Linked DNA regions of Anser cygnoides: region 2 is linked to region 1. Evidence: chromatin contacts called from public Hi-C data. All regions are on one chromosome and are shown on one strand. Each heading gives the region's core, a stretch centred on a gene start, on an enhancer-like site or on the middle of the called end of the contact. The rest is flanking DNA. Distances are from core to core; before and after follow the strand shown.

Region 1 (6,600 bases), core at 2,879-5,378:
GAATAACTCCCTGCTCATCTGCAGATGCAATACAATAGCAAACCAGAGACGCTGAAAAGGATAAAACTATTCACTGAAAGCTTCTGCACAAATACAACCATTTATTGCTAAGAAATTGCATTAAAGACATCGGACACCAATGGAGCTTTCTAGGCGGCTATCAAAGCTGCTGCATGCGCGTTTGTTGTGTGTACCACACACAGCAAATAATCAAATGAGCTATTTTTTATTGCTATTTGCTTTGTGGTTTGCACTTCACAGTGGCAACGGGACAGACCAAACAAAGCATTTCCTGAATAACAATTATTTACAGACAATTAAATCACTTTGGTTTAGGTCATATTTATATACAGAATGGGAAGCAATACACCGTAACTGTTCCAAGAACATGGAACCTTACACGGGTGTTTCTGCTTTATAACAAAATAGAAACCTCTTTAACTAATACCTGTTCTAGTAATTAACCTATTATAAAGAAAAAAATAAGTCAATGCACCAAGGTTATGCTTCTGAAAGTACTCTACTGTGTTTCTTTCATTTAAATTTCAAAGCGGATGTCAGTGTTGTTTTGTATCTACAAAGACAATTATTTCGTGCACTGTCAGGTTACTTGCAAATCATCACAAATACACCAGGGTCTACGAGGAGACCAATTTCAAAGTGCATTGATATTCCACAGTCTTCTCTCTCCGTAGTAACTGGATGGATCGGATTCCCTAGTCTAGCTTTCAGTTATTAAACTTTTCCTTCTTCCAGATGAAGAGAATGAATACATGATGCAGACATTTTATGTGATCCTTGCCTTTTCAAGGTTTGATGTCTAGAAATGCAGGCTGTCTCTAGACTGTGTTGCTCATTTTCATATGGACTGGCTTTCACAGTCTCACAGCTCTCAGCGAAGAGAGCTCCCGGGCAGGACTGGCACACTATGGCAACCCATATGGTCTCAAGAACAGCAACTTTTTATGCACCCTTCCTCTTCTCTTTTCATACTCTGCTGCTTCAGGCCACCGTCAGGCAACTGAAGATAAGTGTTCCCAGGTTCCTGCCAGCCAGTGCAAACTATACTGCTTAATATTTTGACTTCTTCAAGTCATGGACAGAGTTTCAGTAAGAATTTGCTAGCTATCTCCTTCTGATCCCTTTGAAAATAATCAGCCACAGTAAGAAACCTCACGAGATGGTCTCTGGAGCTTGGACTTCTAGAAACTGAAGTTGCTTTGCAACTCAAGTTCAGGAACAACACAAATCTTACAAGGGTTAAACACACCTCTTGTGCTATGCGGTGTTGTTCCACACATTGCTACTACTTTCTCTTTGGTACAAAGAAAGGGATAGAGACTCTTTTTACTCAGGGTGAAGTTTTTATATTTCTCTGTCACAAAAATATCTGATCTTACTTGATCTTTTGCTTAAATTGAATCCCTGTTAGCTCACACTAGCCAACTCTCCCTCTTCATGTTACTTTCAAGCTCTAAATACAGCAACCATGTCTTATAAATTGCTTTGTAGTCAAGTTTCACATATTTAGCTTTTCAAAGTCTGAGTCTATTCTCCTAACTCTGTCCCACACACTCTTTAGTCATCGCTGCTGCTTCTCTCAGCACAGCGTTTTAACTGTGAACCTATAAACAGAGAGACAACAGACATTTTGTGTTATCTCATAATGTGCAACAATTGATCTCACTTAATGGGACCCAATACTGAAAATGACAAATCAAGATTATTTATAGGCCATGTGATTGGACCAGTATGGATAGCCCTCGTATACAAGAATAAACAACCGGTGCTGGTGAGCAGTATGGCAGCACACTGACAGCCAAGCTCTGAACCAAGGGACTCCAGAGAAGCCATAAGCCTAAATGAGCATCATGGTTTTTGGTAAAGAGTTATGATTCTGGCCATTTTTCTGTTCCCCAGGCAAGAGTATGCACCTGCTGTCTTCAAAAAGCAATGTACTCATGGCATAAGCAATTGCTGTATTTGTTCCCTAGTCTCTTAATGATCATCCTCAAAGATAAGCTTTCTATCTCAAATACCACAGTAAGGCTGCTGTTACAGGCAAGAGCTTGACATCTACAGCACGCACGTAAAACCTGATGCATAAGGTCAAGCCACAACCACCCGAACAAACAAAGCAGCACCCAGTTCTCCCCTGTGATGAGCAGGCATTTCACTCACAAAGATACCTCACAGACAGACTGACATTCAGAGACTGACTTTGGCTTGTGGCTGCTGCAGATGAGATGAAATGCAAGCAAAGAGAGCTCTCTCCGGAGCCCAGCACACAATCTCACACCCCACCAGCTGTCTCCTGCTGCAAGCGGGTGCAGTGGAAGCATGCACGTCACAAGGGACCGCAAAGCAAAATCCCACTGTCTGATGATCCTTCCCCATGCACCCCTTACTGCTTCCAGAAAGTCAGAACATAGGGCAAACAAGAAGCTTCCAGAGTGCAGATGGTTTGCTCTGAGCACCTTTTCAGCCCACAGAGAGCCCTTCTTCCTGCACCGCTTCCCCTGAACAGGTGGACAACTCCCAAAATCCGACAGTAGGAAACACTTTACCTTTAACAAGCTCCAGCCACTCTAACCAGATTGTCAATAAACAGAGCATATTGCACAGATGGACTAATAACGCAACCCTAATTCAATTGCCTAGAACCATCTTCTGTGCATACTCTATTAAAAGCAGCCACTCGGCTTGCAGCAGCTGAGAAACCAGGACAGGGTCCCCTTCTGAAGGAGAGCACGGAAGACGATTGACTTTGATGGGCTGGCAGCTGTGAGCCAGCTCTCTTTGCAGCATACTTGCAAGTTGCTGCAACCTTACCCCTGTGTGCTGTGGCTTGGGGCCACCTCAGCAGTGAAAGCTGCTCACCCTTATCCTTGGCTGACCTCTCAGGCACGTGGCTTCTAAGTGGCTCACCTACCTGAACCCAAGGCCAACAGCCCCGGCCACTGTCCTGTGCCAATACCTGTATCTGAAGTGAATAATTCAACAGTGGAGAACACTAAAACCTGTTAACCTATGTTCTTCTCCTTGCCCTGTTCTCCAAGTAGCCATACAGAAGAATGAGGGCTCCCAAAGGAAGGGGAGTCCTGGAATTATACCCAGGTCACGGTGTGACTCTTTGGCCTTTAACTTACATGCAACTTCCAGCCTGATTTTCACATTCTTTCTTTCAACACACATTTCACTAGCTAGGCAGCGGTCTGAGCAAGGTTTGGCTATGGGAAAGTAGGATAGAAACCCAAATCCGCTGGTATTATTTTCAAAGTTTGTTCTATCTCTTTTAAAGTCAAGCTGCCAGAAGCCATGGGCTGATGCATAGCAAGGGATTATCTTGCACAGACATTACCTTTGAAGTGCACAAGATTCAAATCAGTTGCAAATAGGGGACCTGAGGCCCATCAACAGCAGTGCTGCTTGGGGCCAGGAAAGTCCAAAGAGCTGGCTCATCCTTCCATCTGCACTCCAGATCGAAGGGATGTAAATCAGGCCATGCAGAGCCTGGCTCGCTTTCCACACGCTGTTGCTCTGTCTGCCCTGGTTTCAAGGTGGGAGCTGCACAGCACCTTACACCAAGCACTGGGACCAGACGTGCATAGAGAAGACTGATTAGAAAATGAATTTTAAAAGAGCTTTTTATGTCATTTGCTGTTCTTATTTCCCGCTTTGCTGTGAGAGCACCCCAGAGTCTCCACACTCCTTCAACGAGGAATATATTCATGCAGAACCATGACAATTCTTAACTTTTCCGTTAATCTCCTTTCACTGACTGTCAAACTGGGCAACCCAGTCCGCCCCCTCCGAGCATCCTTTCCTCCCGTCTCTGCTCCTGGAAGGCATTAGTATGCCTGTGAGAACCTGTAACTGCTGAGCCCCCTTTGAAGTTAATGTAGGTGGATGGCCCATTGTGGCCAGCTGTGATCAATTCCTACCCTGCTCATGGCAGAAAGCTCTCCAGCCCACAGCTTAGTGGGATTAGCTACCTCCTTGCTACTTTCCCTACCTCATTTTTAATATATATCGTTCACTTGAACGTTACCCTGGGGCAAAATTTACTGGACATTTCCATGGGTGTCGTCTGGGGGAAGGGCTTGGATTTTTGCAGCAGTTGTCCTCTTCTCTGACATCTTGACAAGCTGCTGGACAGAACTACTTCAGAACTTGCATCAGCGTTTGCACTTTGAAAAGCTCTTTCACAACAGCCACCCACAGGAGAAAAGGCCAGCGGATGAGTAACTAGGCAAGAAGAGATTTGTATGTTAATATAGCCATGTCCATGTGCTTCTTAAGCAGTATGTTTAGGAAAAAAAGAGGCTGTGCATTTATAACCGGCTCTTTTGAGAAAGCAGCTGCAATAGCAATGGAAAACTCAATTTAGTCAAAGAACACATTGTGATGAATAATAAAAAATTAGTTGAATCCAGTGCCTGTGGTAGTAACGAGCTCAATATGCCTAGCTACAACCAAGCATAATGTACATAGAGAAGCTGCCTGAAGTCCTGCCAGCCCCTTCCAAATACTAAATTCCCTGTTTTAAAGGATTGAGGCTCTCTAAATACCACCCCACTGCTGCAGTAGCACATCCAGTGACATCCAGGCCTGAACTCCTACTCCCTTTTTTATCATCGAAAACAGGGAAAAGTATAATTTCGAAACAGGCAGCACAAAAGGAAAAAAAAAAAAACAAAAAACATTCAGCATGTTCTAGGCAGAGTTTTCCCAACTCATTTCAGCTGTGACCCATGTGAAACCTGAGAACCAGTGCAGTAATTCATTGCAATACTTAGAGGCCTCAAAGTGGTTAAAAATTAACCAAGATAGAGATGTCTGACAGATAGAAATTTAGCTGACTGATCTTGCATGTAGATAATGAGCTAAGAAAAAAAATATTGTTGCAAAAAGAAAAAATGTCTATCAAAGTCCAAGTATGCTAATTATCAAGAATTTAATGGAAACTCGCTTCCTGACAAATTGCATGTTGAGAAATGAGACAGACAGCTGAATATTTTAATACCAGATCTCCCTGGGGAAAGAAAAAGGGGGAGGGGTAAGGAAAAAGATTGTTTTCTTCATCATAAAAATAAAAATCTCATTTGAGAAGTTACCTCTTGTTATGTGTGGTTTTGGGAAATGAGGCAACGTAGCTATTCATCTTAAGAATCGGTGGCAATGCTTCTTCTAACAGAGACCTGCAGCCAGGTCCGTCTTCCTATAATAACCTTATTAAATAGTTGTCATTCATGCAAGGGAGACAGAAGGGTCGAAGAGACACAGCAGGTACCATGACAAGCTAGCTAGGCCAGCTGACAAGTAGCCCAATGAGTCAAGTCTAAGTGGAAGCCTGAACACAAGGAAAGCGATTAGAGAGAGTGCTACATTCTCTTTGCTCCACGTTGTGTGTTGACAATGCAGGCTACTATGATTTAACTTGCTGCCAGAGAACATGCCGAGACTAGCTGTCCTTTTATTCATTTCTTCTATTGCTATGCAGTCCTAAAGAAAAAGCATTTGGTTCTGCTCAAGAAAATCTTGGATGGCTTCTTTGGAAAATGGGACTGATCAGGCTTCTGCACTCATGGCCACCGATCACCTTGGAGCTCTGCAAGAAGAGCAAGCAGCCCAATGAATTAGCTTAAGGAATTACTGTCATCATAACAATATTTCTGAATACAATAACAGACGGCTAAGTCTGCACAGTTACATTCAGAAAACGTTCACTATGTTTGAAACAGAGGCTAACTTAGAAAGAAAGGAGACACAAGAAAAATCACCCTCATTTGCTACATCATCACTTGGTCATTGCAAAGTTTCGAGATCTGCTGAATTTATTGGTGGACACAAATGAACTTCAGCCCGAATCGGAGCCATCAGTTTGACCCAAGAGGTGCCACCTGGATGCTGTCCTGCAATGGCCGATACCTGGCCTGCAGCCGCAGCAAGAAGCGGGGAAGGTGCTCCAGCAGTGGCAGGACTGAAAAACAATTTGCAATAACTCAACAAACCCAAACATGACTTGCCCTCCGAGAGCATTTGGCCAAATTACTGTCCAAAAGTTCTAAACCAGCTATTAATTTAATTCCTTTCCATATGTAAGGATGAGACTGCCCTGGGCTTGATGATACACACGCAAGTAAATGCAGGGAGTTTTTGGTCCAAGATCAAAGGGAGGGGTTGAACAAGAAACCCATGAATGTGGGGGATTAGAAATTGGGGTCTGCTAATGCCCTCAGAAACAACTGGCCTGGAATATAAGACACCAGAGACAGGGAAAACACCAACAGCAGCTAAAACAGAGGCATTAAGACAAGTACATCTAAAGTCTCAGTCACAAACATCTCCAGCTGGCACCCAGAATTAAACAGAGGATTTAATTGGCACTATAGAAGCAACTGCATTAATTCTACTTTTCAAGGACAGTGATAAACCTTCCATTCCTCAAACAGCAAATGTATTAAGACAGAATATCTGACTCTTTCCAAAGGGGAGCAAGGACTGTGAATGCAGAATAACTGAAGTCCCATACCTGCTCAGGAAACAAGAAAGACTCCTGTGTTGGAGCAGCTCAGAGGCTCAGTCCTTCCTCCAAGC
Region 2 (5,974 bases), core at 1,602-4,101, 96 kb before region 1:
TGCAGAGAAGAAACGAGAGCAGTTACTGTCAGTCAGACTGGCTACAGATAAAAGACAAATGAGGAGGATTTACAAGGAACTCCAGCAAACCTGCATTAGCAATCAAACTGAAAGTTAGGACGAGAAATAGAAAACAAGAATTATTATTCATTCCCAGTCTACCTACCAATGTTATGAGATTGCCGTACCAGCCAACTCTTGGCCATTCATATGCATGTTCTGCTTGGCCAGATGCAAAAGCTCTCAGTTTTTTCTTTTTTTTTTTTTCTTCTTGCAACCCCTACTCTTCCCATGTTCTTTCTCAGAGCTGTGAGTACCCCCTGACACCTGCTCCTTCCACATTACATCACCTGCATGGAGAAGAGCATAAACCATACAATTCACATTCTTTCATGGGTTCTGCGGCATAAGGGATTTTGCATGAAGTAGAAAGATATCCATACACTATTTTGAGGAAAGCAATGAATTACCACAAGAACTGTGCAAGTTTTACAGTTCTGGCTCAGAGTAGGGAAGGCATGGCAGAGAAATGTACACTCACAGCAGGGAGATGTACACTCCTACCTCATCAACAGCGAAAGACTGAGCACCAAGACCTCCCAGGGCAAGAATTATCCATACTTAGAACGGCTGCAAATAGAATAGCAATTTATCTTCCACCACCAAGACACGAAGATGAGAGCATGTCAAGGCATTCAACTACTTCCACCCGTCCCCAAACCATTAAAAGGCATTTAAGTGCTTTCTGCATTACACATTTAAGCTCTTAATGTTGCATTTTACTGGTCCCCCATTTTGCTATGAAACCTCTCCAAGTGTATCACCTTTACTTTCACAGCCATACGTCATAACTTCACTTTGTCTACCTCTGTGAAAGACACCAGCTTTAAAACTTTAATCCCTGTGACAGCACGTGGCGCTGCTGGCAAACTCACAACCATGAGTGAGCCTGCCAACCTCTGCCTCTCCCGCACCGCTACGTGCCCGCTCTGCACTGTGACCTGCAAGACACGAGTGTCTGCATCAGCTCACTTAAGACCCCACATACTTAAGAGGAAAGCAAAGCTACAACTGCCCTGCAAGCTGGGTCCTTCCTCTCCACGCAACTGCATTGCCTGTAACAGGAATTGCAAGCTTTGAGACAGAACAAGCTCCCTCTGCACTTCTGCAAGGAGAAAGGCCCTAAGGGTTCAATGCAAGGAGGGCCAAATAGTAAAGAAGACCAAGAAGCAGGTCTGGGTAACCAGAACAAACCATTCCCCTGCCCCCAGCCCACCTTCTGGCTGTTAAATAGGAATATCACCTTTCCAAGGTGTTCTGAAAATTAAACACATGCTAGTCCTATATGGCTCCCACATGCTGTGCAATTACATGGTAAGGGATTTTCAGATTGATAAATGTCTAGAGGCTAGGTAAAACACAAACGCTTGCAGAGCACAGACCGCAAAACACAAGTAAATGAAGAAAAAACAGCAAAACAAATCCCGGGCTCCCCTTGGGAAACAACAGAACTCCAGTAAATGTGCGGAGCTTGCTAAGACATTTTTGCCTAGCAGCCAGCGGTGCTAATTTCTGACATTTGCAGTAGGTGCACACCTCCAAGAAAACATGATTTTGTATTTTAAATTCACGTGCTCATATATATTTCTACGGCCAGGACATAAATAAAACCACTGCCTGCTTCCCTCCCTCCATAACGTGGGTGGAAACAAACAAGGATTACATGGATCAGGAATTACTCTTTTGGGGGCCCTGCTTTGGTTCTCCCAAACGAGGGCAGCTGGCAGTAACAGCAGCACGTGAAAGGCATTTCTGCCTGCTGCAAGTGTGGTCTGTGGACAGATCAATTCAGGCTGCTATGCTATTGACCAGTGACAGAACCCATGAATTCCTGCAAATCGAACGCCTGCATTGTGGTGATTTCTGCACATTTATGGTTTTTTAGCCACCCTCCGAGGCGTGTTCTAGAAACGCTCGGAAAGCAGCCGCGCCACCCCGCTCCTCTCGGATGGGGCTAAGTTGGCAGCAGAGGAACCGGGGACACCCACAGCTTCCCCGGGCGGACACGCGCCGCCACGTGATGCTGCAAAGCGCGCTTAGAAGGATTTCTGGCCAGGTGGCCGCCCTGTCCACAACCCCTGACGGCGTGATGTGCTTCACCGGTGCGCGGGGGAGTCTTGCGGAGGTGAATCCCTACCTGGATTGGGTTTCCAGACGTTTGGGCATCCGAGACCTGACACAAGGGCATTATGTAATAATGTCACTGTACGCACGGTCTGGCTTTCTGCGCAGAAATGACTCACCCCATAAGTTTGCTTGTATCTGGGGGGTCAGGCAGCTCCATTCCAGCTGCAGCAACAGCCCCTGGGGGGTGGGATGAGGGGGGCAGCACTCCCACACCCAGCAGCAGCCGCAGGGCAGAGGGGAGGCATCACGCAGCACGGGGGGCTCTGCCTGTCCCTAAATTAGGGGGAAAAAGCCCTTCCCAAGGCGATGCTCGGGACCACCGCCGTACCCCCACCATCCCCTGCCCCCGTAGGAAAGAGGCAGGCTTCCAAAAAACCCCTGCCCCCCCTCCTCGCAACCCCAACCCCTCGCCCCGTGGGGGTCCCCGGCGCCCCGCACTCACCGCCAGCGGTTGATGCCCACGGCGGAGGAGGCGGCGAACCAGGGGTCGAGGATGTAGATGCAGCGGAGGGAGGCGGCTCCCCGCAGCGCCGCCTGCAGCGCCGGGTTGTCGTGGAGCCGCAGCCCGCGGCGGAACCAGTGCACGGAGCGGGACGGGGCCGCAGCCGGCGCCGCCATCACGGGCGACCGCAGCCTCCGCGCCTCACCCGCCCCCGGGACCGCCCCGCCGCGGCTCCGCGGCGGGGCGGTCCCGGGGGCGGGCGAGGCGCGGAAACCCCGGCCTCCTGCTCCCCCCAGCGGCCACAGAGAGAGCCCCCCCCCTCAGCCCTGTCACGAGAAGGATTTAATCGAGCAGTTTTGGGTGTTACATGGTTAAAAGTTTATTTATTTATTTATTTTTTTCCTCAAGCGCTGAAACGGTGGTGGCGGGGACCGGCTAAAATGGCGGGGGGGTTGTGAGGGAATGAGCCCCGAGCAGCTGGGGAGAGTACAAAGCTGGTGTGGTGTAAGTCTTCTGGAAGGAGCCCAGGTGGTGTCAGCCTGGCCCCTAAATTGAGAGCACGGAGGGTGAGTGTTGTGAACCCCGTGAGATGTTGTGGGAGGAAGAAAGTGCTTCAAAACAGCTTTTCCTCTCCCTTTTGTCACTGAGGGCAGAGGCATGCTTGCTCCTCTTTTTTAAGGCAGACAGGCCATTTGAGAGCGCACACTTTCCCTCACAGGAAAAGGTGCTGATGTATCACACCTGCTTCTTAACAGGGTTCCCAAACTAAGAACCCAGAGGGCAAGAAACAAGAGACCTCAGCAGGATGAGTTACTGACCCACTGAAACAGGGATCTGGGGCACTGCTGCTTCTTAGGCTTGTACACAACCAGATGGGAAGGAATTTCCATCCCTTCACATTGAACAGGAATAAACCATTATTGCCAATTCTTTTGCAGCAGAACCATTTACTTAAGACTATCCCAAACAGCTTGGCTACCTGCCTCCCCCTCATGGAGGTTCAGGATTTTGTAACTCCACACTCTTAATTCAGTCAGCTGTCATTCTAGATCCCTAAATACACAAAGCTCCCATCCCATTCTTTGACCACTATATGCCCACCCCACAGAGATGGGAATTGCTCAGATTAGGTCAGTGGCAATAGCCATTTTAGAAAAATGTCCACAAAAAACCTGATACTTCTCTAGAACACATGCTCTCACCCTGTCTCTGAGCTGGGGAGATCCAGTGGACAAGACATGATTCAGTTAGCTCTTTGGCTCTGGTTCCTGACACAACTCCCCATACCATTTGCAGGTGAATTTTTCCTGCTCCTTGCTCTTCTCCGCAGGAGGAAAAGAGCTCTGACGGTTAACTCCCAGGTACAGAAACAGGTGCAGGCTGAATCTGCCTACACGCCAGTCTCATTTCTTTCACTGCTTTTGAGATTAGGATCCTCTTCCACTTTTCTCATCTCCAGCCCTTTTACCCACGTGTAGGCAAAGGAGCCCCCCAACACCATCAAGTTACTTGTCCACCACAAGAAGCTCTTTGTCTCCTCAAAGTAAATAACAGCCAGCACCGTTTGGGCACAGGCCTTGGCTGTCCCGGACACATTGTGGGTGAGTGGGCTAGTGAACTTAATCTGAAGTCCAGTCACATACCCAATGGCAAAGCCAAACACTCCCCCCAGGGTCATCATGCCCCAGAAAGTGGGGTTTCCCAGCTTGTCAAAGTGGTAGAGGGTGTGGAACTCGCCCAGCATCATCATGAGGGGGAAGAACAGGACACAAGCATTCACGTTGTTGTAGAAGGTCAGGTGCCAGATGCTACCATCCACCACAGGCAGCACCTTCTTGGTGTAGATGGCATTGAGGGAGACGCACAGGCTTGCTAAGATCCCAAAGAATATACCTGTCCATGACAGAGTGCCCTCTGCTCCTTCCTGGTCAATGCCCAGCCAGAAGCCACCTGCAACAAAACAAATCAGGCATAATCTGAACATATGCTGAAGGACTTAAAATATACAATTGGTGATTCATCATCTACCTAATATTGAACAACCACAGCCACAAGCAGAGGCAGGTTAGAAGGCTTCCCCTTTCTATTATACTAACCCGCAAAGTGTCATGACTACTGTCCTGGGAAGATTTATTTTAGGAGTGCAGGTAATTTATTGTGCTATCATTCAGTCTCATTCCCACACTGAGCAGGAAGCAGGAGTTTAGAAATTATTATCACAAAAGGACATGAACTAAAGCTACTGTTTGTGTACAGGTCACTTGCAGAAGATCATATGATTTTTAATTGAAAAGACAGCAAACTGGACATGTAGGTAGCAAGAAATACTCCTCTTACCTTAGAAGTTTAAAGAAAAAAAAACTTAGGGGAAAAGTATCGCAACCCACCTAGGCTTTGCTGCACTGTTAACAGTAACAGAAATATAAGTCAGAAAAGATGGTAAACACATGGATTAAAATACAGAAGACCTTGATCAAAAGAAGACTACAAAGTAGAAAGACATCCTCACTGTATTAAACTTCTTCAATGGGCAGAACGCTCTTTAACCTGCTCTGAAACAGGAGCTACAGGCTCTTTTGCTCCAGGGCAGAGAGGGAGACTTCTCCCGATCCAGCTCTTCAGCAAAATATAAAAGGAGAGATCAGCTACTGAAGGAATGCTGCAATGCTTCTGCATTAGCTACTTTACATTAGAAGCCACGTGGAAAGTTGCCTGCAAGTCAGCCAACACATGCTATAAGCTGAGCCCAAGTACAAAAGAGCTCAATGCACAGACAAGAAGGACTTCGTGTCTGGCCACAGAGAATGCTTGGCTGGTATACACATACAGGTGATGCTCCTACAGCAAAGAGAGATGGAGCCAGGGGACAGAGCCTTAGAGAAACCCAGAAGGCTGGCAAATGCCACAGACTTAGGCAACATCTCTGAACACAAGGCTAGCTAAAGCCAACTGCTTGCATCACTTGGTAGGGGGGAACAGTAGCTGTTCAGCCAGACTGGCTCTCCTGTTTCTCTCTCATATAAAAAACTTCTTGTCTCATCTTACTGAAGTCCATCTGCTTGTCTAAGCACCAACATGAACACATGTCCACCTGGAACTGAAGTCAACATTTCACCATCCTTGGCATCAAAATGACCCCCTAAATGGAAGGCAGCTTTTCATTTTACTGGGCCTTTGGAGCAAAAAGACTTGTAAGCAATTCCCGTTAAGCCAGTCAATGCCCTGCCCTACATCCTTACCACACAACCAGACTTTCTGGTGGTGCTTTATGCTTGATTTGATTAGCTAATCCTGTCTGAATTGGCAAGCTCCGTTGTATGGTCCCAACAATGCTGACAGTGTAAA

What was found. Hi-C and Micro-C count contacts between places; a contact is called where the count stands out from the background.
Region 2: a contact with region 1 is called in a Hi-C map of liver, with 1.5 times the contacts expected there. The contact joins the promoter of CRY2 here to the enhancer-like site in region 1. A contact is called at or near these places in 2 of 7 Hi-C or Micro-C datasets (both in liver).

The regions. Positions count from the first base shown.
Region 1 is chr5:33,954,474-33,961,073 of Taihu_goose_T2T_genome, reverse strand. All of the region lies in intron 3 of LOC106043321 (transmembrane protein 263-like), which reads right to left. Among named protein-coding and RNA genes, the nearest start is that of CHST1, 57 kb to the left of the region's middle. Within about 2 kb of position 4,128, at least 2 of the 3 cell types and tissues checked have open chromatin away from gene starts, as enhancers often do. A contact at or near this core is called in liver, where this site is marked.
Region 2 is chr5:34,049,891-34,055,864 of Taihu_goose_T2T_genome, reverse strand. It overlaps CRY2 (cryptochrome circadian regulator 2), which reads right to left and starts at 2,851. Exons shown (of 12, transcript XM_066997839.1): 1 at 2,630-2,851. The coding sequence starts at 2,805. SLC35C1 (solute carrier family 35 member C1) reads right to left here. Exons shown (of 3, transcript XM_066997841.1): 3 at 3,020-4,579. The coding sequence ends at 4,020.